3 separate regions of the Mus musculus genome follow, and regions 2 and 3 are each linked to region 1. Evidence: chromatin contacts called from public promoter capture Hi-C data. All regions are on one chromosome and are shown on one strand. The core of a region is the stretch at or near the end of the contact, and the rest is flanking DNA. Distances in the headings are between cores, read along the strand shown. Region 1 holds the start of Mettl21e (methyltransferase like 21E). Region 2 overlaps Col5a2 (collagen, type V, alpha 2). Region 3 has its middle 21 kb from the start of Gm23216.

Region 1 (3,099 bases), core at 135-2,634:
GCTGGAGTTTCCCCTCTCTTACCTTCCTCTAGTCTCTCACTCCTACCTTCTTCTGTAGATCTACTCCTACTCTACCTCCCCTCAGACAAGAACAGGCCTCCCAGGGACATCAACCAAACAGTAACATCACACATCCAAACTGCAGCAACAAGTAATCAGTAATCAGTAATTCCTAGAATTTTTGACTGCTTTGGTAGTGCTGTGATATCATGAAGCAGAAGTGTATGTGTATGTATGTATGTATGTGTATGTATCTGTGTATGTGTTTAACATTTGCTTTCCTAATAGACACGTAAGCCTTCTGTAAGGCACAACCAGAGGGGCACAAGTCTCCATGTACTCTTCAGTGTGACAAATAATTATTGTCATGTTGGTTAATATAATATTGACTTGGGAGTTCTGCATCGTGTAAATCTACCATTGGAGATTTTGTGATCTTCCAAATAACTCCATGAGATGAGGTATATAATTTTTGTTTATCAAGTCACTATTCATTTGTGTTTTAAACAGTCAAAAGTGTAGGTTGTCCTCTGACAAAAATTAACTGGCTTTACATAGCAGTATACATTCTGTATAGTTTTGCGATTCCAGGAATGTTTTACCTATAATATGTATTCCCCAAGTACATCTTCTGTGATTTTTATAATCCTGTTTTATAATGAAGAAAGGTAAGAAATATAGTAGGTAATAGCTCCAAATCATAAGCAGTTACTGATATGACTAATGAATACTTAGCTTCGTGATGCTTAGCTCTGTGTATGTCATGGTATAAAAGTATTTCTTGAAGTTGTACTCACACGCCTGAGTGTGCAGTCTTCTTAGCTTTGATTCCTCCTGCAGCATTAAGGCTAGCATTATCAGAGAAATGGAATATGTGTATGCCCTGAGATGTATACCTATGTGCTGGTTTGTAGATGCTCAGTGAACCATATCTTACTCTGTTTGTTCAGCCCCAGTGAGAAGGAATTGTGGTTATTTGATTCTTGGGTAGAGAATAATGCTACTCACATACTGGTGTAGTTGTTAGATTCTAAAAACCATGTTGACACCCAGATAGATGACATGAAAACCATATGGTGTCTATTTCATAGGACATCATAGCCACAGAGTCTTAAAATAACTTTTGGCATCAGAATAGAAAACTGAGTTTGCTTCGTCTAAGTAGTCTATGTTCTCACTGCAGGAGTGGTGTATATTTAAAAGCTCTAGTTGTGTTCCCAGGCAGTCATGGAACATTCTTACTGTTCTTCAATCTTTGCTTCAGGCTTCACAATGTCACTGTTGTGCAACCAGAGGCAGAGAAACTGCAGCTGTCAGATGCTAATCCTTTCTGCTTGGGTTTGTTGCCAGGGTATACAGTAGAGAACTACAAGCTCAGGGGTCAGCCTTGCAAGCACTACCAGAGACTACAGCAGCAGATCACAAGCTGTGGATGATACTCTTTTACCTTCTATAAACTCAGCTAACACTTTTAGGTATGTCCAGCCTTAATATTGACCAAATACTCATCTCTAGGAAGACAGGTATAATAAAGACTGCTTCCTTTAATAGGAGAAATGGAAAACTTGGAGGAAAATGTCTTGCTATTCTTGAAGCTCTATGACTTTGATGGTATTATGTAACTTTAGGTTTTATAGTGTATAAACTGTAGGGAAATAGCTTGGTTTCTAACTTACAGAGGCATACTACAAAGAAAATTTGTTTATTGGGAAAGGTACATGGGATCTTTGGAAGAAAGTTTTATATTATTATGGAAGTAGTGGGGTTGTCATGTGAAGTCAAATTGAGAAGCAGAAATATCTAATTGTTGTTTTCAGAGACTAACAGTTTATTTAAGATAATTCCAATTACCTACTCTGAGTGGTGTACAGTATTTGAGCTTTCTGTAGACCTTTGCCTGGGTGCTGTGGACACATAAAGATAGAAGGTACCTAAACCACCACCTGGTAGGTAAATTAGTTGAGATTCTAATTTGGTAATATTTTACTATGATTTTCTCAGCTATATAAGAAGCTAAATTATTAAGTAAATATAGTTATGCTTACTACAGATTTTGAATTAACTACTGGCATTTGATATTTTAGTGTACCATTTGCTTATTGTTCAACACACAATCAAGAAAATATCAACATATTGCTATTCATTAATTCGACATTTGATGGACCTCACAGTAACTCACATTACTCACAAAGAGACCTACAAAGGTAAATAATTTTCTTTCTTCTTGTAATTTGAACAATCATGGGTAGACAAACCATTAATAGACTATAAAAACCCTTTCTTTTGCAGTCTTCATTAGCCTTAAAGGTAAGCAGGGCTTATTAATTGTATTTTTGCTTGCGGTTACTAACTCAATGAATAATGTCAAACATCAATGATCCTGATGATATAATAGGTATAATTTTGGCTGAAAATAATAAATTAATCTATGAAAGACATAATAAGAGGACTTTAGAGTTTTTCTTTGATCTCCAAAAATGAACATTTTAAAACAAATGCAATACACCAAATAAATTATTGTGATTATTTTTAAGAAGTTTGAGTGAGAGATCAAAATAGTTCTATACACAAACTGTATATTTTAATGATGTTTGGATGAAAGATGAATTTAGGCTACAAAATACCTCCAACAAGTATTTATTGGCTTTTTGACTGTTGATTAAAGGCAAAAATATGTGACATAATTTGGCTTCTAGAATTAAGAATTGAAATTTGAGTATTTGCAAGTGGACCACCATTTTTAAAGTCTTGCATATAAAGTATGGCTTTGCATAGGTTACTACATATAATGATCATCATTGATATAAAAGTGCTAACTTTTATGTACTAGTTTAGTACATATAAAATTATCTTCTATTTTCTTTCTGTCCCTCTTAGATAAGATCTATACTAACTGTAGACGTTTTCAAATAACCATAAACCTGTTTCTTTTTATGGTCACACCAGGTTTCACAGATGGTTTCTACCCTAAGTGAGCCTATCTTGCAGGCAGACAGAGTTGGATGCAAGCCCAGAGCTTGCAGCCTACCTGGTTTAAATGTCAATGCTTTGCAGACCTACAAGTGTAAATTGTAATATCAGAGAGAGCTCAACCATTCA
Region 2 (3,209 bases), core at 617-3,116, 1.2 Mb before region 1:
TAATTAGATAGAAACTCATGAAGCCAGTGACCACCATGATTCTGTCATCAAAAGTCCCTGGTTTAGAGTGTATTATTCAAATTGCTTCACACTCAAAGGTTTTTAGTCTAGAGTACATTATTATCCAGGTTACTTCATGTTGACAAACTCGTCATTTATCTGGAGATGAACATTCAATCATATGTTAAGTACAAATTGCATGTGACACCTAAGGAGTCACCTGTGCAGTGAAACATGCACCAATTATTGCAGCTGTAACATTCCATAATGTACCCATGTGAGTGGTTACGTGTGCAGGACTTTGTGCAATCAAACTGCTAACCCGCAGGAGGTACAAAGTTCTTGTGGAGTGTGCAGCTTTTCTTCATGTGAACGTTTAAAGTTTGCCACCTAGTGGCCATCCACAAGTACTTTTATGCAGAGTGCTGCCTGAGAGTATTCTGGGGGATGGAAGAAAAATGATGATACACAGAACATTTCCTTCCCCAACACAAAATTTATATGACTAACTTTAATTGGAAATATGAAATGTATTTTAATGTATCCCCAATTATAGTTTATTTTTATTTTCATCAGCAAAATGTCTACATAATGTTTTTCTTATTCTCATTAAATTTCATTTTGTTTTAGAAAAATTTCATAAATGTTTATTAATTTAAATCTCAAATTGTGCTAGACCAAAACACAATGGATATTTAAAGGCGATTCCAGGAGACTAGAGAAGAGTCCAAATCAGACCCAGCTTGGTATCTGATCCATCTTAACCAACGAATACATTAGCAGTTTAGAGAGTTAAACTAACCAGATCTCTTTTGGTTCACATAAAAAAATAAATATTTTTTTTCTGTTTTTTGGAACTGTTTTTGGAGTTAACATTTTATTTTATTTTATTTTTTTAAGATTTATTTTATTTATTATATGTAAGTACACTGTAGCTGTCTTCAGACACACCAGAAGAGGGCGTCAGATTTCGTTACAGATGGTTGTGAGCCACCATGTGGTTGCTGGGATTTGAACTCTGGACCTTCGGAAGAGCAGTTGGGTGCTCTTACCCACTGAGCCATCTCACCAGCCCCAACATTTTATTTTTGTTACCTTTTTTGTATATAATAACAGTTATCATTTAATAGTTTAATTGGGGGGCAGTGAGAACCATGAATAAGCTCAAGTACTTCTCCAGTGTTCTGGTGTAGAGGTAAAAGGTGTCTACACACTGTGTGATCCAGGAGCCTGACTCAAAAGCTGGAATCAGCTTGCTCATGCCTAAAGAAAGAGCTTAGCGAATTGCCAGTAGTTTAGGGGCAAGAAGGAGGTTGATTTTTTAAATGTAGAAATATTTTTCAAGAAGTTTTGAATTTTCTAGACTGACTTTTCTACCTAAATACAAAGGCATAAATGGCTTTTTTTTTTTTTTTTTGGCCCAATACTGAAAGACATGGATTCTTGAATATAGCAAAGTATGGTTAACCAGCTGCTTCAGCTTGTTAATATTGCTGCATTATTGGTCCTAACTGTGGGCCAAGAAGAGCTACCCTCTTGACTAAGAATTAGAAGCTTCCGTTATTTTTTAACAGCAGCATACCACTTTACTTAAACTCCATGTTTAGTGATAAAAGTGAAATTATCTGGTGACTAATGTGTTCTTCTCTTTCTTATCGGAACTTATTAAGACTTTTAAGATTAACACACAGACACACACACACACACACATGCATGCACACATTCACATGTCTGATGTGAATGATGAAGCTGGGAGATGTAGCTTTTTCAGACTTGAGGACTTGGCTATTTCCCAAGCTGTCCTCAGAATGTGGGTTAGGAGGAGGGCGGGGCTTGGCAGCATGGCTTAGTGATCACTCCTCTGAGAACTAGACTCTGCTGGATCACAGTGCCTTGCCTCTGAATTCTCGTTGGTCTGGTTGACCACTTGGGTGAGAAGGAAAATAAAATGTGCCAGACTTAAAGTATAGAAGAGTGAAATGGGCAAATGTTATCCACAATGTTGGAGAACAACCATGCACCAGATATTCTGCAAGTCTTGTGTACTTTGGAAGATGAAATAGACCAAAAAACTCTACTGAGGTCTTTTATACTTTTGGATAAGATAGGGTGGACTCGGGTTAAGCAGGCTCTTTCTAGTTAACTATAACATGTTGTAACAAGACAGACGAGTGAATTTAGAACCTGTTTTTAAAATTCACATAAGCATCAAAATCTCACCAAACAAAGCTCATTCTAAATGCTGCTAAAGTGAAGTGATTTTCTGATTATTCTAAGATTTCATACATCAAGTACAATTCTTACCAAGACTACATTTCCATAGCAGAAGTGCTGGACTGTGTTGACACTGACAGTGTTTAGATTGTCTGTTTGTAATTATCATGACTGCTATCTAAAACTGCTTTTAGCTTTCTACGGACACATTTTAAGATGGTTCTAATGACAGCTGGTTTTCTTTTCTAGGGTCCTCGTGGTCCTCAGGGAATTGATGGAGAGCCAGGTGTGCCTGGTCAGCCAGGTGCTCCAGGGCCTCCTGGGCACCCCTCTCACCCAGGACCTGATGGCATGAGCAGGGTGAGTTGTGTGTTCTGGTTAGTGTAACAACTAGGTTACATGAAAGTCATTAATTCATTCTTATGTTATTAGACTGTATCAGTTCAGAGGTTGATGGCTTACTCCAAAACCTGTATAGTAAATGTGGACCTCCTATGAACAACAGTGAAACTGATAAATCCATGATAGATTGTTGGAAAAACACAAAGTGTTATTTTCTGAAGGCTTGTATCAAACTATTTGCTTTTATTCCAAACCTTTGGGTATCCCATCCCACGGGATTCAGTTATTTGTGGGTGCAAGGGGGAACGCAAACCTGGAAGGAAATGGGAGGAAGAGAAAGAGAAACAGGAGACCAAGAAGATGGTACCTATCAAGGTCTCGTTTATTATGCTGAGGTGCCTTCCTTTTAAAGCATACATCATGGGGAATAGGGGAGGGGTCGAGGGGGAATTTTACAAAGAACAAAGAAGTGGGCATCTGCTGACATGGGGGCCGAAGTCAGGCGCCAGGCAGAGGGCACTCTGCATCTTATCTCTGGAACATAGATCCTCCTTGACAGCCTTGGGTGTCAGGCCAGGCTCAGGCGTAACTCATGTCCTTGGATGTCATGGGAGTTCAGGAAGAGATAGGGAAGAGGGGACTATAATTCAGCT
Region 3 (3,313 bases), core at 280-2,779, 1.4 Mb before region 1:
GGAAAGATATTGTTTAAATTTGGTTTTTCTCTTGGAATACTTTGCTTTATCCATCTATGGTAACTGATAGTTTTGCCAGGTATAGTAGCCCAGGCTGGCATTTTTGTTCTCTTAGGGTCTGTATGACATCTGCCCAAGATCTTCTGGCTTTTAGAGTATCTGTTGAGTAGTCTGGTGTAATTCTGAGAGGTCTGCCTTTATATGTTACTTCACCTTTTTCCCTTACTGCTTTTAATATTATTTCTTTGTTCTTTGCATTTGGTCTTTTAATCATTATGTTATGTGAGGAATTTCTTTTCTCATCTCATCTGTTTGGTGTTCTGTAGGATTCTTGTATGTTTATGGGCAACTCTTTCTTTATGTTAGGGACGTTTTCTTCTATAATTTTGTTGAAGATATTTACTGGCCCTTTTCATTGGGAATCTTCACTCTCTTCTATACCTATTACTCTTAGGTTTGGTCTTTTCATTGTGTCCTGGACTCCTTGACTGATTTGAGTTAGGAGATTTTTGCATTTTGTATTTTCTTTGACTGTTGTGTCAATATCTTCTGTGGTATCTTCTACACCTGAGATTCTCTTTTCTGTTTCTAGTATTTTGTTGGTGATGCTTACATCTATGACTCTTGTTCTCTTTCCTAGGTTTTCTATCTCCAGCTTGTCTCCTTTTGTGTTTTCTTTAATCTTTTTATTTCCAATTTTAGATCCTGGATAGTTTTGTTCAATTACTTCACCTGTTTGTATTTTTCTGTATTTCTTTAAGGGATTCATGTGTTTCCTCTTTAAGGGCTTCTACATCTTTATCTGTGTTCTCCTATATTTCTTTAAAGGAGTTATTTATGTCACTTTTGAAGTCCTCTATTTTCTTCATGAGATGAGAATTTAGATCTGAATTTTGCTTTTTAGGTATGTTGGGGTATCCTGGGCTTGATGTGGTAGAAGAATTGGGTTCTGATGTTGTCAAGTAGTATTGTTTTCTGTTGCTGATTTTCTTGTGCTTGCCTTTTACCATCTGGTTGTCTCTGGTATTAACTGGCCTTGATGTCTCTGAATTAAGTCTGTCTCTCCTGAGAGCCTGTGATCTTGTGATCCTAGATGTGTCCTTGAGGACATCTGCCTGTCTTCTGAGTGGATGGGGATCCAGAACACAGGCTCTGCTTCAGGCCCAGGTGGAAGCTGGAAGTTGAATGCATCTCTGGTTGGGCAGGGTACTTGAGTCCCTGGGTCCCAGGGATCCTGGTTACCCCAGGTATTGGGGCGGGTTTTGCTGTCTCACCCATCATCCTGGATATGTCAGAACACCTTAGAGGTCAAGCTGTGAATGAGTGTGGGCTGAGTGAGAGAGAATTCAGAGCACAGGCTCTGCTCCAGGATATAGGTGCAAGCCAGAAGGACCTCTGGACTAAATTTTAAATGTATCTTAACACCTCGTTTTAATTGAAGGAAAGTATTCACTGCCAATTACTAGCAGTGTAAGAGTTCAGACTTGCAGGGAATGTTCCAGGGTTGTGGCTATGCTCCAATTCCCTTTCTTCACAGTGAGATAAAAATGTGCACGAAAGAAGCACACATTGGAATCCCAATTTTCATTTACAGTATTTCTCTAATATGTTCCTGCTCCAAATATCAAAACTTGGTGATCCAAGAGCACAAAGAACAGCTGAGAAAGAATCAAAGTAAACACTGTACCTTGCATGTAGCAAAGCCTGCCAATGTAAGATTAGAACTCTCCATCCTAGCAAGAAAACAGCTTTGGAAAGTTGTCTACATTTGTGACTCACAGATATTCCCAAGGGTTCCTGTTTTCATCCTACAATCAACAGAGCGTGGAGGAACATATGCAGTTCCAATCAACTTCTGATATTAAGCAACTTGGCTGAAAGAGATGTTTAAAACATTTTTTAGAAAGATGATAAATTTCAGTGTTTTAATTTTTAAACAAAATTCCAGATTTTAAATTGGTTTAACTTCTAATTCAACATGGACTAAAAACAAAGGCGGAAGAAAAAATACTATTTTATACAATACTATGAGTTTAGCAATTTTTTTTTCCATTTTAAAACTACTAAACTAGGGGGTACATATTTGAATGAAAGCTCTGCTCTCCCTCACTTCAGATATATATCATTCCAAATTGCCTCCTGATCCTCGGTCTATATCCAACATTTCTGGCTCAGGATATCACCTTGGCTTCTACTTGGACCAGCCACCTCTCATTCTCCCAGGATTTGATTGCTGTCTAATGTCCATTTTTGTCTATTCCAAGCTTTCAAATATTGGATAACATTCTTGGGATACATTTTCTCCCCACAGTAGTAGTCTATCTTATTCACTATACATGTAGGCTGGTAATTTCCACCCGCAAAGCTTACTTATAACTAAAAGTGAGATTTCTTAGTCCTCCTATTCTTTCCAAGGTCCTAATACATAAAGCTAAACTTTAAAAATTATTGTGATCTAATTATGATCACTTGGGGTTTTCTGGTAATAACACAGATATAAATATAACAAAAGAAATATTATAAAATTTTATAATTTTATCTCAATATGTGTCATTCCTTCATTAAATAGGCATGTGATAGAAGAAGCCTGATCTCACAACCTCCTATATGACTCACACCTGCCATATTCTCTGTCCTAGCTCTGCCTGACTATTGGTAATCCTCTGAAACAACTTTTCCTTGGAATGACAGTTCTTTGTTCAAGTTCCACAGCTATCCTTGCCTTGGTTCTACAGATCAGACTGGGGACAAACTGGGTTCAGACCAGACACTTGTTCAATTTAACTTGTACAGAATATTAGATATATATTATTTTTATATGAATATTTTTCATAACAGTTGCTAGTCTATGAAAATTAGAATAATAAGCTTAAAAATTAGAGAGTCCTATTTCTTGGAGTACTACTCAGCTATTAAAAAGAATGAATTTATGAATTTCCTAGGCAAATGGATGTAGCTGGAGGGCATCATCCTGATTGAGGTAACCCAATCACAAAAGAACTCACACAATATGTACTCACTGATAAGTGGATATTAGCCCAGAAACTTAGAATACCCAAGATACAAGATACAATTTGCAAAACACATGAAACTCAAGAAGAAAGAAGACCAAAGTGTGGACACTTTGCCCCTTCTTAGAATTGGGAACAAAACACCCATGGAAGGAGTTACAGAGACAAAGTTTGGAGCTGAGACACTGCAACCTTACAACCTACAACAATATGAACTAACCAGTACCCCCGGAACTCGTGTCTCTAGCTGCATATGTAGCAGAAGATGGCCTAGTTGGCCATCATTGGGAAGAGAGGCCCCT

What was found. Promoter capture Hi-C pulls out the DNA fragments that hold promoters and counts their contacts.
Region 2: a promoter capture Hi-C map of hippocampal neurons shows a contact between it and region 1, with 8 times the contacts expected there. The contact joins the enhancer-like site here to the promoter of Mettl21e in region 1. A contact is called at or near these places in 5 of 39 promoter capture datasets (the 3T3-L1 cell line, 3T3-L1-derived adipocytes, cranial neural crest and 2 more).
Region 3: a promoter capture Hi-C map of second pharyngeal arch cranial neural crest shows a contact between it and region 1, with 23 times the contacts expected there. The contact joins the enhancer-like site here to the promoter of Mettl21e in region 1. A contact is called at or near these places in 12 of 39 promoter capture datasets (the 3T3-L1 cell line, 3T3-L1-derived adipocytes, the HPC-7 cell line and 6 more), 2 of 484 Hi-C or Micro-C datasets (both in uterus) and 1 of 115 datasets of contacts at active chromatin or transcription factors (fibro-adipogenic progenitors).

The regions. Positions count from the first base shown.
Region 1 is chr1:44,217,216-44,220,314 of GRCm38.p6, reverse strand. Mettl21e (methyltransferase like 21E) reads left to right here and starts at 1,384. Exons shown (of 5, transcript NM_207281.3): 1 at 1,384-1,475; 2 at 2,085-2,204. The coding sequence starts at 2,159.
Region 2 is chr1:45,429,263-45,432,471 of GRCm38.p6, reverse strand. It overlaps Col5a2 (collagen, type V, alpha 2), which reads left to right. Exons shown (of 54, transcript NM_007737.2): 7 at 2,464-2,574. Among named protein-coding and RNA genes, the nearest start is that of Col5a2, 72 kb to the left of the region's middle. Within about 2 kb of position 1,866, at least 16 of the 459 cell types and tissues checked have an H3K27ac peak or open chromatin away from gene starts, as enhancers often do.
Region 3 is chr1:45,662,532-45,665,844 of GRCm38.p6, reverse strand. No RefSeq gene overlaps it. Among named protein-coding and RNA genes, the nearest start is that of Gm23216, 21 kb to the left of the region's middle. Within about 2 kb of position 1,529, at least 10 of the 459 cell types and tissues checked have an H3K27ac peak or open chromatin away from gene starts, as enhancers often do. A contact at or near this core is called in fibro-adipogenic progenitors, where this site is marked.